2 separate regions of the Sus scrofa genome follow, and region 1 is linked to region 2. A link is a contact called in public HiChIP or PLAC-seq data. All regions are on one chromosome and are shown on one strand. The core of a region is the stretch at or near the end of the contact, and the rest is flanking DNA. Distances in the headings are between cores, read along the strand shown.

The links. HiChIP or PLAC-seq counts read pairs in DNA pulled down with a chosen protein or histone mark.
Region 1: a contact with region 2 is called in an H3K27ac HiChIP or PLAC-seq map of skeletal muscle, with 4 times the contacts expected there. The contact joins two enhancer-like sites. A contact is called at or near these places in 2 of 2 datasets of contacts at active chromatin or transcription factors (alveolar macrophages and skeletal muscle).

What each region holds. Positions count from the first base shown.
Region 1 is chr4:19,141,643-19,148,064 of Sscrofa11.1, reverse strand. DEPTOR (DEP domain-containing mTOR-interacting protein) reads left to right here. Exons shown (of 12, transcript XM_021090558.1): 4 at 1,170-1,631. The coding sequence starts at 1,510. Among named protein-coding and RNA genes, the nearest start is that of DSCC1, 16 kb to the left of the region's middle. Within about 2 kb of position 1,819, at least 70 of the 83 cell types and tissues checked have an H3K27ac peak or open chromatin away from gene starts, as enhancers often do. A contact at or near this core is called in alveolar macrophages and skeletal muscle, where this site is marked.
Region 2 is chr4:18,995,128-19,001,779 of Sscrofa11.1, reverse strand. The region is part of intron 11 of DEPTOR (DEP domain-containing mTOR-interacting protein); the gene reads left to right. Among named protein-coding and RNA genes, the nearest start is that of COL14A1, 73 kb to the right of the region's middle. Within about 2 kb of position 4,594, at least 30 of the 83 cell types and tissues checked have an H3K27ac peak or open chromatin away from gene starts, as enhancers often do. A contact at or near this core is called in alveolar macrophages and skeletal muscle, where this site is marked.

The DNA.
Region 1 (6,422 bases), core at 570-3,069, 150 kb before region 2:
ATTAGGAATATGTAAATTTTTTTCATTCTGCACTTTCAAAAAGCTTAAAACACTGACTCAAAGAGAGATTTAGTGGGTCCAAGTCTGCACTTCTCTTTTCTTCATTTTTAAGGCCTACAAATAATTAAAAATTAATTAGCGATAACGAGAAAAATGTTTTGTCTAGTATCAAAAAATCATAATGGAAAGTATCTGGCAAGAATTTCTTTTTCTTCTTTTATTCCTCTTCTTCTCATTAAAAGCAGTAATGATATTAAAGAGAATGGCTTTTGAACACATATCATGTGCTTAGAAGCTTTACATGATGTTATTTAAGCTACGCAACATCCCTAAAAGGTAGGAATTATTCCTGTTTCACCGATAGAAAATTGAGGCCAGAGACATTAACTAACATAAGGTTGCAAACCTAGTACGTGACAGAATCAGGAAAGACACTGCATGTTTGAGCTTGAAGCCCATGCAAACTCTTGATAATGTTTTAATGATTATAGAATTAAAACATGGAGTTCTCTGGTGGCTCAGCAGGTGAAAGATCCAGTGTGGCTTGTTGCTCCCCTGGCCCAGGAACTTCTGAAAGACATGGCTAAAACAACAACAACAAAACAATAGAGTTAAAACATGAGAAACACCCAGCTGTTTGTTAATCTCATTAACTCTGAGTGAGACCACTATTTTGGTTAAATGATTTTCCTACTTCATGCAGAATGAGGCTCAGGTTATCCCACCTCTCCTCACCTGCTTCCCCATGTAAAACACAGACAATACCCATCTCAGGATTTGTTCCAATTACAGACAATAACAACTACCTGAAGCATCTCTAATGCAGCAGATGTCAACAAGCCACAATTATTTTTATTCTGTAAAGGAAGAAACTGAGAATTGAGGACATTTAGTTAGGAAATTATAGGTGTGGAGCTGGAGCTCAGGTCTGTCTGATTCCCAGCCAGAGTTCTTTATTGATTACATCATGAGGTAAGCAAGCGACTTTGGTAAGGAGGTTAGACCAAAAAAGACTGATTACTTTCTTCAAGCCCTGCATTGACATGTACATCCTTCATTGTTCGCTATTTAGCTATATTTATTACTTTCACTCTCTGGCAATTTGGGGCGTGGACATAATAATGGAAATGCCTCCACAGTCGTCTAATAACCTCCCTGCCTGTCCCCAGGATCGAGCTGTGTGGGTAGAAGAAAGGGCACTCAGGACTTCGACCTCAACCAGCATGATTAGCTCCGAACCGACGCCCCGCCCAGATGTTGATGTTTTCCTCCTTCGGTCCCGCCCCCGACCACGCGGGACTCCAGCCACGCCCCCCAGCTGGAGTTTCAGGGGCGGACTCGCCGAGTGGCTCAGCCTACCCACAGGGATTCCCTCTCTAGCCAATCGCGTCCCAGCTACGGGACTGCCCCTAACAAAGATGGCGGGGAAGGCTTCACTGAGGGCAGACTGATTTAACGCCTGAACCCACCACGGACAGCAAAGACAGTGGTAGCGGCGCAGCCCGGACCATGGAGGAGGGCAGCAGCGCTGGCAGCGGCGGCAGCGACGGCAGCACTAGCGGGAGTGGCGGAGCGCAGCAAAGGGAGCTGGAGCGCATGGCTGAGGTCCTTGTCACCGGGGAGCAGCTACGGTAAGACGAAGGACTGTGCCGGGGGGCTCGCCGTGGCACTGCTCGCCAGTGTCTGCAGAAGTCCCGCGCGCACGCGCGCCGTGGCTAGTGACTGGCAACTCGCTTGGGGCTCCGGGACGCCTAAGGGCGCGTGGACCCTCGGCGCCGCCCCCGGCTTAGCTGCTGCAGCCCAGCGCCCTTTGGACTCTGGACTGGAGCGGAGCTCCCGAGACGGATGCATGCGAGCGCATGGTGCTAGCTGCGTCCTCGCCCAGTGGCTGCAGCCCTGCGTCCAGCAGACGCGCTGCTTCCGACCGCGCGCGTCCCCTCTACCGGGGCACCCGGCGCTGCCAGGCCTCCTGGCTGACAGCCCTCTCCTAGTCCGTCCACAGAGCGAATGGGGCCGGCGGGGAGCCTCCAGCCGGCTTCAACCCCAGCCTCTTACTTCTAGATTAAAAGGAGCCAGCCCAAAGGTCGCCTTCACTTAAGGTTCTCTTTTTGCTTGCAAGTCTTGCTTCAGTCCCCTGAGCCTCAGTGTTTTCATCTGTAAAATGGGATTGATCACAGCAGCTTCCTTGTAAGGTTGTTGTAAGGACTAAACTGAGAACATTTCTCTAACAGGGTACCTGTCGCTTAATTAGTAGATTCTTGTCAATGGTCGTTTGGGTCCGCAAGGGGGCGTGGAGGTACCCTGACCCGCTGCCCTGCTGCAGTGCCAACTCCCCCGCGCGTACATTTTGGGTGGCAGAGCCCATCAGGCCCCCGGCTGCTTCGAGAATCGGTACTTGACAAGTCTCAAGATGCTCGGGACAGGCAGTGACCCCCAGATTCAGATCCCCGCATCACTCCTATGCAATCTTGGTCCTTCTCTGTTCACATATGAGAATCGTACTTATGGTCTGACCGGTTCCGCAGCTGCCTGTCTTGTGGTCATAAATCAGTTTGCCAGGGGAAAAAAAAAACCCTTGTCTCTCCAGCCTTTGAGCTACAACTTGCATGCCGGCCCCTGGCCCCATCACAAGGGCGTGAGTTCCTGTTTCTTCTACTTTTTGGTCTGAATCTCCAGGCTCAATTTGCTTTCTAAAATGCTGTGTTTCGGGACCAAAAGGAGAGGGAATCTTGCAAAGATCCCTAAAGGTTTAATAATCACCCTGCTTGCTGCCCTTAGATCGAAAAAGTAAATATTGGAGGTCTGAAGTGAGTGTAATCTTATAAAAGGCAAACTGCACATTTCTATTCCTTGATGATTTTTTAATGTATAGTCAACATTCAAGGGAATAAAAGCTTGTTTTCCATCAAGATATTTCCTAACTGAAAAAAAGTCAAAATAAAGCTTTTCTGATTCAGTTTGAAACACTTTAATAATTTAGTTACTCCTCAATCGGGTCCTTTTCACTTCCTTCAAAATAATAACTTGCATGGTGCCTCTCTTTGTGCAGAAAGCACTTCCTCCTTGGAAATGCTTAAATGCCCTTTCCTTGTGTGACTCCTGAGCCCTGGCTAGTCCCCTCTTCCCTGGCACCCCTCCCCTCTGCACTGCAGTAGGTTTGAGGGCCAGGCTTAGTGTGTCTGTGAGAAGGTAGAGGACTCTCTCAAGATTTATAGACCTGGGTGTGAATTTCTGCTCAGCTACTTTGTTGCCAAAAATCAATCTTGTTTTGAGAAGGGCTTTAAAGCCTGAGCAAATCTGTGTTTGCTACTTACAAGACTGGGACCTAAGACATATTACTTAACTGAGAACGATGGAAGAACCTACCTGGTGTTGTAAGGAGGATTAATTTGATGGGTGCTTAGAACAGAACCTGGTATGTAGTAAGTGTCAGTCATGTCAGCCTTAGCTATTATAGTTCTGTAATAGCTAAGTTAATTCTCTTCTCTGTGCCTGTTTCCTCACCTGCAAAAAGGCAATGACGATAAGCACTTCATGGTGGTGTTGTAAGAATTCTCCCTAGGGCTTCAAGTATTAATGAGCTTTCAACAAATGGTTGCTGGAGTTAATGAATATCATTGGCCCCTGTGTTTCATCACACATGACTTCCAGCTGAGCAGGATCTAGCAGGAAAGATTGGTGGTTCAGGCACAAGGCACAGAACCAGGCTGCCAGGGTTCTTATTCTGTCTCCACCATTTACTAGTCCTGTGACTTGAGGACAATTTACAACTTCTCCGTGCCTCTGGTCCACTTCTCTTGCAGGAATTTTGTGAGAATTAAACGAGGAGATGCTACATATAAGAGGCTTCGTAAATGTTAATTATTTAGGAAATTCCCGTTGTGGTTCAGTGGTAACAAGCCCAACTAGTATCTATGAGGATGCGGATACGGATGCGGATTGGATCCCTGGCCTTGCTCAGTGGGTTAAGGATCTGGCGTTGCCCTGAGCTGTGGTGTAGGTCAAAGATGTGCCTTGGATTTCCGGACCCCCCCCCCATTGCTGTGGCTGTGGTGTAAGCCTGCAGCTGCAGCTCCGATTCAACCCCTAGCCTGGGAACGTCCATATGTCCTGTGTGGCCCTAAAAAGCAAAAAAAAAAAAAAAGAGTTAGTCATTTACTTTTACTTTGGAAAAGTGTCATCATTGCTTTTTAAAAATCTCATCCATCCTAGGTTGAGTACATATATTTGAATGACTAGTATAGGTAATATGCTATTGTAAATACAGATAGTGTAATAATTAGAATTTAGGGATTTAAGTGGTCGTGTATGCCACTGGCTGCCTGATTACTGGAGGAACCTCTTATAAACAGTGAGGATAAAGTCCTTATTGTTACTGTCACATGTTTTTGCATCCCTCACTGCTCTCTCACAGGCTGATTGTGGGGCATTTATGTTGTCCAGGCCTCCTGCCTCTGTGTTGTGTGTACGCACACACACACACAGACACACACACACACACACACAATTCCTCTCTGCCTGCTCTTTCTTTTCCATTACTTTCTGGTCATCAAAGATGAGGCAAAGAGAAACTAGGATTAGGATTTGAAGTGCTAAATTTGGCTTTCAAGACCAGTTCTGTGAATTTTTTTTATTTAATATTTATTTATGCATATATGGATATATGTGTTTATTTTTAACTGTTTGCTTGGGCGAGTCAGCCACTCTGGGCCTCAGTGCCACACCTACAGAATGGGAATAATATTTTCCCATGTAAGATTTGTGGTGTTGGATCAAATGGGGTATAGTGTGGGAAGGGACTTTGTTAAAATAAATCAATAAATCAGGAGTAGTTGTTAAGATCATTATAATCTCCGGATGTGAAATTGGGTGCTGGCTCCATAATCCTCATACTTTGGTAAGAGCAGCTGGTTGCATAAGGATATGAAATTGAGTAACGGACTGAAAAACACCTCCTGACTGCAGGATCTTTTTCCTAATCTTTTTTGTGTTTCTCTTGTCATGAAAGATTTTACTTCCTTGCCCAGTGTATTTGCATGTTTTTGCTTCTTAAAAATGCCTTCGAATACCACTTCACAGCTTCAGGATGGCTATAATCAAAGACAGATAATAACAAGTGTTGGCAAGGATGTGGAAAAATTGGGACCTTTACACACTGCTATTGGAAAGGTAAAATGATGCAGCCACTTTGTAAATCAGCCTGGCATTTCCTTGAAGATTAAACATACAATTACCATATGACCCAGCAGTTTTACTCCTAGGTATATACTTAAGAGAAATGAAAATGTATGTCCACGTTAAAATTTGTACACAGATTTTCACAGCAGCGTCTTTCACAATAGCCAAACACAGAAACAACTCAAATGTCCATCAGCTGATGAAAGGATAAGTAATATGTGATGTATCCACACAAGGCAAGGCAGTGTTATTCAGGAATAAGGTGCGGACATATGCTACAACACGGATGAACTTTAACAAACATTATGCGAAGTGAACCAAGACAGTCACAAAAGGCCACATATTGTAAGGCTCCACTTATAGGAAATATCCAGAACAGGCAAATCAATGGAGACAGAAAGTGCTTGCCAGCTGCAGTGGGGAAGGGGAGTGGAGAGTGATTGCTGATGGTTAAAGAGTTTCTTTTTGGGATGATGAAAAAGGCTCTGAAATTGATGGTGGTGATGATATCATAGTTCTGTGGATATGCTTAAAACCATTGAATTATACACATTGAATGGGTGAATTTTGCGGTATGTGAATTATATCTCAAGAAAACTGTCATAGAAATGCATTTGGATGATGGTAGCGTGATGGAAGACAAGATGTCAAGGAAAATTTTTGCTATCTTTTTGGATTGGCCAAAGAAAGTGATGTACTTATCATTAACTCAATAATACTACCACACCATATTTTAATATGGCTTTTTGTAGGCATTATTCTTCATATAAAACAGAGAAAAGATGCCATAGAGGCCATAGTCAAGAAAATCATCTTACAACATTCCTAATTTGAAAAGAGTTGACTTTATATACATCATTCATATTTGTGGGGTTTCATTCTATGATTTTTCACATTATTAGTTATTTTATAGGTTTTACATATAAATCTTTTGTTTTGAAATTTGCCATGCAGTTATCGCTATGATACTCTGATCACAGCATCCAAAATCTACCTTAGGTTTCTTCGATAGGCCAATCCTGGAGCTCCTCAGCAGGAAAGTGGTTTGTAATAGAAGATTTAAAGAAAGCCAAGAATATCCCTATTCTGTGATAATTGCAGACATGATAATCATAACATTCTCACTTACATGGCAGTTATTACCTGTCAAGGACTCTTCCAAGTGCTCATATATATTATTACTAAATGCACATGTATATATAATATCAAAAGTGTATACATATATCTATGTATATGCCCTTAAT
Region 2 (6,652 bases), core at 3,345-5,844:
TTAGCCACTGAATCCTTGCAGCTGTGCCATGTGGCATTCAAGAAGCCCGGCTTCCCCTAACTGCCAGCATAAAAAACGGCTCTTGTCGCGTGTCCCATAGGTAGGGATGGGATTGCAGCCTCTCGGGGTGAGGCTGCCAGTGAACAGCTGTGGTCTTGCAGCCGGGGCAGGTTGCACTGTGTCCTGCTCGCTTTGAACAGCACGAACTTTTTAAAAGAGAAAGTACGCTGCATACTGTCCCAAGGCCAAACTGCCCCAGTGGTCTAAGGAGGTTAATTTCCTATTAATGCGAACATGCTTGGGTATTCGGTTTTAAAAGATGGATGTTTCTTTCCTGAAGAGAAAATGTTTATTTTCCACCCCCCCACCCCAGCCCCCGCCTTCACCCTAGACCTGTGGCCATCCAGATTTGGCCACAGTTTGTGCTGAGTGCTGAAAAGTTCTCAGAGCAAGGTTTTAACTGAGGCCCTCTTGCTGGGGGCAGGGCAAGCCAGCCATCTGCATAAGGAGGGCCCACAGAGCCCCTCTGCCTCTTGGAGGAGAAAGCCGCCTTTGTCTCGGGCCATGTGTGACCAGCTGTTTTACGACAGTGGGACCATGGTACCCTAACTACACTGTGTTCTGGGCGGGGTAGCCTCCCGCCTGTACCCACAGCTGGGATGGATGAGATCGAGTTCCACTTCACATAGCCAGAGTAATCAGGACCAGGCACAGGCCGTGTCTTTGTAGCCCCAGAGGTGGCATGACTGGCTCCCGCCTTGGCTAGGACAGGGGAGACGGGAGCAGGGGTGCCCGTGTCTGCGTAAGCAGGAATCCAGGGCTGTGTGTCCATGTGTGGAGCACAGCAGATGCATCTCAGGCTCTTTGGAGAATCCAGAGTCATTCTCTTCGGGAGCTTCTGATCCTGTGGCTGTAACATAAACACAGAGAGAAATCGCTGGGGGACGGAGGAGTCATGTTTATGTATAATTGAGTGTTCCACTTCGCCGTACGGATTCCATGAACCTCCCCTACTGCCTCACCCATCACCTCTATGTCAGTGACTCCCAGTGTGGGCTCTTCACCCCAAGCTCTCAGCTCCGGGCCTGTTCGCCATCTCATCCTGGACACCAGGGCCTGTATGTCACATCCGCATGGCCACACGCAGGCCACAACTCCAGGTCCCTGCTCATCTTTGCCTTAAACTTGCTTCTCCTTCCTCCGCAGCCTCGTCCCTCAAACCTTTCAGCATTGTCTGTGCAGTCAGCCTCCGCCTTTGTGCCTCCCCTAGATCCCCACTGCTGTAACTCAAGTTCCGGCTCGTTCATCCTCAGTTTCAAGCCTGGGTTCCTTTTTCACATCTCTTTTAGAGGGTCTGGTGGTGGGCATGAGATTCGTTCGTGTTAGCAGGGCTGGCAGTTGGGTGGGAGCCCTGATGAGATGGAAACTGCCAGCTCTGCCGCATTTCTCTCTCTCACCTCAAGGGCAACTGAGAACAAATTGTTATCCATCGACATCTCTGCATGTGTCGTAATAACTTCTTCTTCTTCTTCTTTTTTTTTTTATTTTTTTTATTTTGCTACTCCATATTCTCTGGACCCTCAGCAAGCACCTCAATTGTTCATGGTTCCCAAATCTTTATTCCTGGTCGAGTGACCTTAACTTTCTTCCCTGAAAGTTCTGGCATGGGAAACTGGTAAAGAAATCTCTAAAGGCTGTGACCTCATGGGCTGATGGGCATGGCTTGACACCACTCTTGGTCAGCAGGGCTGTCAGTTGGTGAAAGAGCTGGGTCTGGAGCAGCACAGAGCAAGGACAGGTTGGAACTCTGTGGCACCTCTGTGTTGGCTTCTCACTGCATGTAACCATGGCAGCCGTGAGTGCTGTTTGCTTTCACTTCCAGGTATTATGCTAATTTCTTCTGCGGCCAGCTCAACTCTCTAACTGCACTGGAAAGGGAATCTGCGAAATATGGTGCTAGCTTGGCCAAGCAGATGCCACAAAGCTCCACCCTCTTATATTCATGTTCTTCCTAATAACTGGCCACAAAATGTCCTTGATACAAGGATGAGAAAGGATGGAGAGAACAAAAATGAGATCCACGCAGTAAAGGACCGTGAGGATGCCCTGACAGAAGGGTAGAGTGCTCCTTGAGTGTGGTACCTTGTATGGGCTACTGCATATGGAACTGTATTACATACATTTAGAAGGTACCTTGGTTGTGCTGCTGCTTACGGAATTGTACTGCATACCTTTAGACGGTACCTTGTGTGAGCTACTGCACATGGACCTCTCTTACATACATCCAGAAGGAGACTGCTTTCGCCATTGTCTCTGTAAGCAGAAACTCTCTCTGTCTTGTTCCCTCTGGCTCCTTGAGGCAGGCACCCAAAATGGACAAAGTGTTTAAGATAGGAGTCCTCTTTTTGCTCTTTTCTCTCCAAACTTCTAAATAGAACTGGTTCTTGCAAACTCTAGTTGTAGTATGCACAGCATGGCTCATTTCAGCTACTTTGTAAAAAGTCAGAAGAGCACTGACCAGGCTGAATGTGGCCATCTGGAAAACTTTCCTGGAAGCAGTTTTGAATGCCCTGGATGGGAGTCATCGTTTCAGGGTTAGCCAGTAATCACTTTCTTGCATATAAGCTTAGCAAAAGAGTTTGGTCCTGGCTACGAATCTGGTGGATTAGCCTTAGAAATAAACATTCACAGGCCTGAGCGCTGATCTAGTGGGTAAACTACTTAATGTAACAATGTCTGGTATGTTCTATAGGGATGAAGGGAAGAAAGAACCAGTTTTTGTTGGGCATCTTGGCAAGGTGCTATACTAGTTGCTTATTAATATGTCTCATCTCCTTTAATCTTTGTCACAACCCTATGAGCTGGTTATTAGCTATGTCTTACAGTTGAGGATGAAAAAGTGTGAGCCTCTAGTTGTACAACTAAACAACAGAACCAAAAGCCAGGCTAGCCCAGGTCTGTTTGGCTCCAGGACCTTTGATCTTTCCATTATATCACAGTGCTCTTCCAATATGTTCAAATTATTTTACTTTTCTGGTCCTCAGTTTCTTCATCTGGCTAATCTTGGCAAAATATATGATCAGTTCTGCCAGGGGTTAGATGTTTCTCTAGGAATGGAGATATTAAAGGGAACCCCAGTTTTCAAGTCCACTCATTCTGTGGGACTGGTGTGCCAGGCTCCTAAAGGTGGCATGATCCAGAATATGACAGACACACTGGGCCATGCCCACCATTTATTGCTAGACTGTGGGAGCGGAGAGGAAGAAGGAAGGCCTTAATCCCCCAGTCTTTAGCCAGGTCAGGGGTGCAGCAACTCTCTCTCTTTCTCTCTCTCTCTTTTTTTTTTTTTTTTTGCTTTTTAGGGCAGCACCTGTGGCATATGGAAATTCCCAGGCTAGGGGTTGAATTGGAGCTGTCACCGCTGGCCTACAACACAGCCACAGCAATGCAGGATCCAAGCCAATTCTTCCATCTACACTGCAGCTTATGGCAACACCAGATCCTTAACCCACCAAGAGAGGGCAAGGATCAAACCCACATCCTCAGGAAGACAACGCCAGGTTCTTAACCCACTGAGCCACAGCGGGAGCTCCCACACACATATTTTGATCTTCACCCACGTCAGAGCTGCACTTCTTTGGAGGCAGAATAAAGGAAGCCAGACTTTGGCTCACCTTTAAAGACTAGAAAATGTCGTCAGCACACAACAGGTCCCCCTTATGATTAAAATAATGTGTGAAAAGCACATTGCATTTGGGAAAACAAAGTTATAATGCATATATTTGCTTGGTGAATATGCCAGGGTGTACTCTATCTTGTTGCATAATCTGTCTTTGAAAATTTGGGGGATATTAATTTTAGTGTGATCCAGAAAAAAAGCCTAATAATTTCTGGATTTTAAAAGCAGCTAATAAGAGACATTCTTGGGGCAAAGAGTTAATTGAGTAAAAGTTTCTTGTGGAGGAAAGAATTTGGGGTCAGGGAGGAAGTCTGACCTTCTGGAGCCTCCTTCCTCTCAGGCGTCAGTTCCTGTGAGAGTTAATACATGTGGTGGGAGAGGATCTCCTGCTGTTGGAAGCCCCAGCCTGCAAATACGGGGAATTCTAAGGAACTTCCTGTATCCACAGGGTCAGCCAGCTTTGTATGGGGGGACTGGGTAGCAGTGATAATTTGCATATCCCCTGTGGTGAAAAAGCTCCCAGGTGACAGATTCCTTCAGTAGAAAAGGAAGTCCGAGGAATCTTGTGGTTGTAGGGGGCCCGTGATGCTTCTCTTCGGTGCTCAAACACTTCTTATAACCTTGAGAAACCACCAGGTCAAGAGCGTGCTGTCTGCCCTTGGCATAAGCAGACCTTGGATGCAATCATGAGCTACTTGTAGGGAGGTAACAGAGCCATCAGGGATGGCCACAAACCCTCTATCCAGCCTAGCCCACGTCTCTAGAGAGAATCGCCAGGAAGGCAGATTTGCATCCTCACTTTGGGAATCCAAGTTCCATGGACTGAATCCGAGTTCCTCATATCTCTCCAGCCTTTAAGTGCAACCACAAGCCCCACCCCCTTCCTTGGCTGACCCCACCCGAACTCCCAACCAAGCAAAGTGGATCAAGGGTGAGCCTGGATATGAAACAGACCTTTGGTGGATTTGGGCTGCGAGGGGGCTGATTCTGGTGAATTCAGCAGGCACTTTCTCAATTTGAAACAAAAATTCCTTTGCGTATCTTTTTGTTGTGTTGTTTTATTGTGAAAGTCAATCTTACGCATACTTGGCTTTTCTTCAAGGCTAATTGTGCAGTCTGTTCTTTGGGAACACCGCATAGCCGTATAGCATGCTTAAAATGCATAAAGTTCAGAAGACTATAATTCTCTGGAGAGCAAATCCTGTGTTTATCCAAGAACTGGCTCTCTGCCTCCTCCCACACCAGTCACTCTCTAGCCAGTTGCATATTTGGTGGAGAGATTTATGGAACTGAGCATACAGCTGCAAATTTTCTTTTTTCTTTCTTTTTTTTTTTTTTTTCCCCAAGAACACTTTTTGGCTGTCAGGGCTGTTATGCAATAAACACAGACACAAATTATTTACCGTAGAAATGTCCAAAACTCCTAAGTAGTATCCTTGTTGACTGTGAATGTGTTTGTAAAAATCAAGTATTCTTTAGGTATAAGGAACTAATTCTATGGATGTAACTAACAAATCATGATTCAGCGTATATCTCTAATATTGTTCAAGGACTATCCATGAGTCTAGTTATACTGTATGACTACATCAGTTCTGAAGGAACTTTGTTAAAGTGAATATCTTATGGATAAAACCAGAGATTCTTTAACTGAATTCCACCAATCTGTTTACTGTAAAATTCTGCTGATTATTTACTGTGGTTTCTGATTTTCTATCCTTATGGAGTTCGCTTGGATTGGGAAAAATTCTCTCATCACCCTCTATTGTTTTTCATGTCTTTTTAAAATGTTTTGATATATACAATGGAGTATTACTCAGCCATAAAAAAGAAAAATACTGCAATTTTCAGTAACCTGGATGGACTTAGATATCATCATACAAAGTGATAGAAAGATCACTATCTATCAGACAGAAAAAGAAGATATCATATGATATCAATAATAGGTGGAATCTAAGTTTTTAAAACGATGCAAATGAACTTTTTTACAAAACAGGAACAGACTCACAGACTTTGAAAACAAATGGTTCTGAAGCAGAAACATGGAGGGGGAGGGATAAATTAGGAGTTTGGGATTAACTCATATACCCTACTATATATAAGATAAATAATTAACAAGGACCTACTGTATAGCACAGGGAACTCTACTCAATATTCTATAAATACCTATATGGGAAAAGAGATTCTGAAAAATAATGGATATATGTATATGTATAAGTGAATCACTTTGCTGTACACTTGAAACTAACGTAATATTGTAAATCAACTATGCTTCAATAAGAAACATTTTTTTTCTTTGGCCGCTCCTGCAGCATGTGGAAGTTCCAGGGCCCAGGGATCAAACCTGCTCTACAGCAGTGACCCAGGCTGTTAGGGTGACAACACCGGATGTTTAACCTGCTGCGCCAAACAAGAGAACCTAAAATTTAAAAAAAATAAGTGAAAATTAGGAATTCCCATTGTGGCACAGCAAAAATGAATCTAACTAGGAACCATGAGGTTGTGGGTTCGATCCCTGGCCTTGCTCAGTAGGTTAAGGATCCACTGTTGCCAGGAGCTGTGGTGTAGGTCACAGACACGGCTCAGATCTGGCGTTGCTGTGGCTCTGGCATAGGCTGGCAGCAACAGCTCCAATTTGACCCTTGGCCTGAGAACCTCCATATGCCTGGAGTGCAGCCCTAAAAAAAATAAATAAATAAAAAGACAAAAAAATAAAAATTATAAATAGTAAAATAATAAAATAAAAATTTTGATATGAATATATAACTCCAATTTGACATCTATTTCCAGTTCCCAAACCAAAACCCAAACTGGCTTTCTTGGGTAGGGACCTGTGCAATGGCTTGTCTCCCTTTCAACAATCTACAGTCACTGGATTATTCCAGAGGGAGAGATTGTGCAGGAAGAGGGCTAGAAAAGAAAAACAAATACTTATTTAACATTCACTGGTATTAAACAGTGGGCTTAGTACTTAAT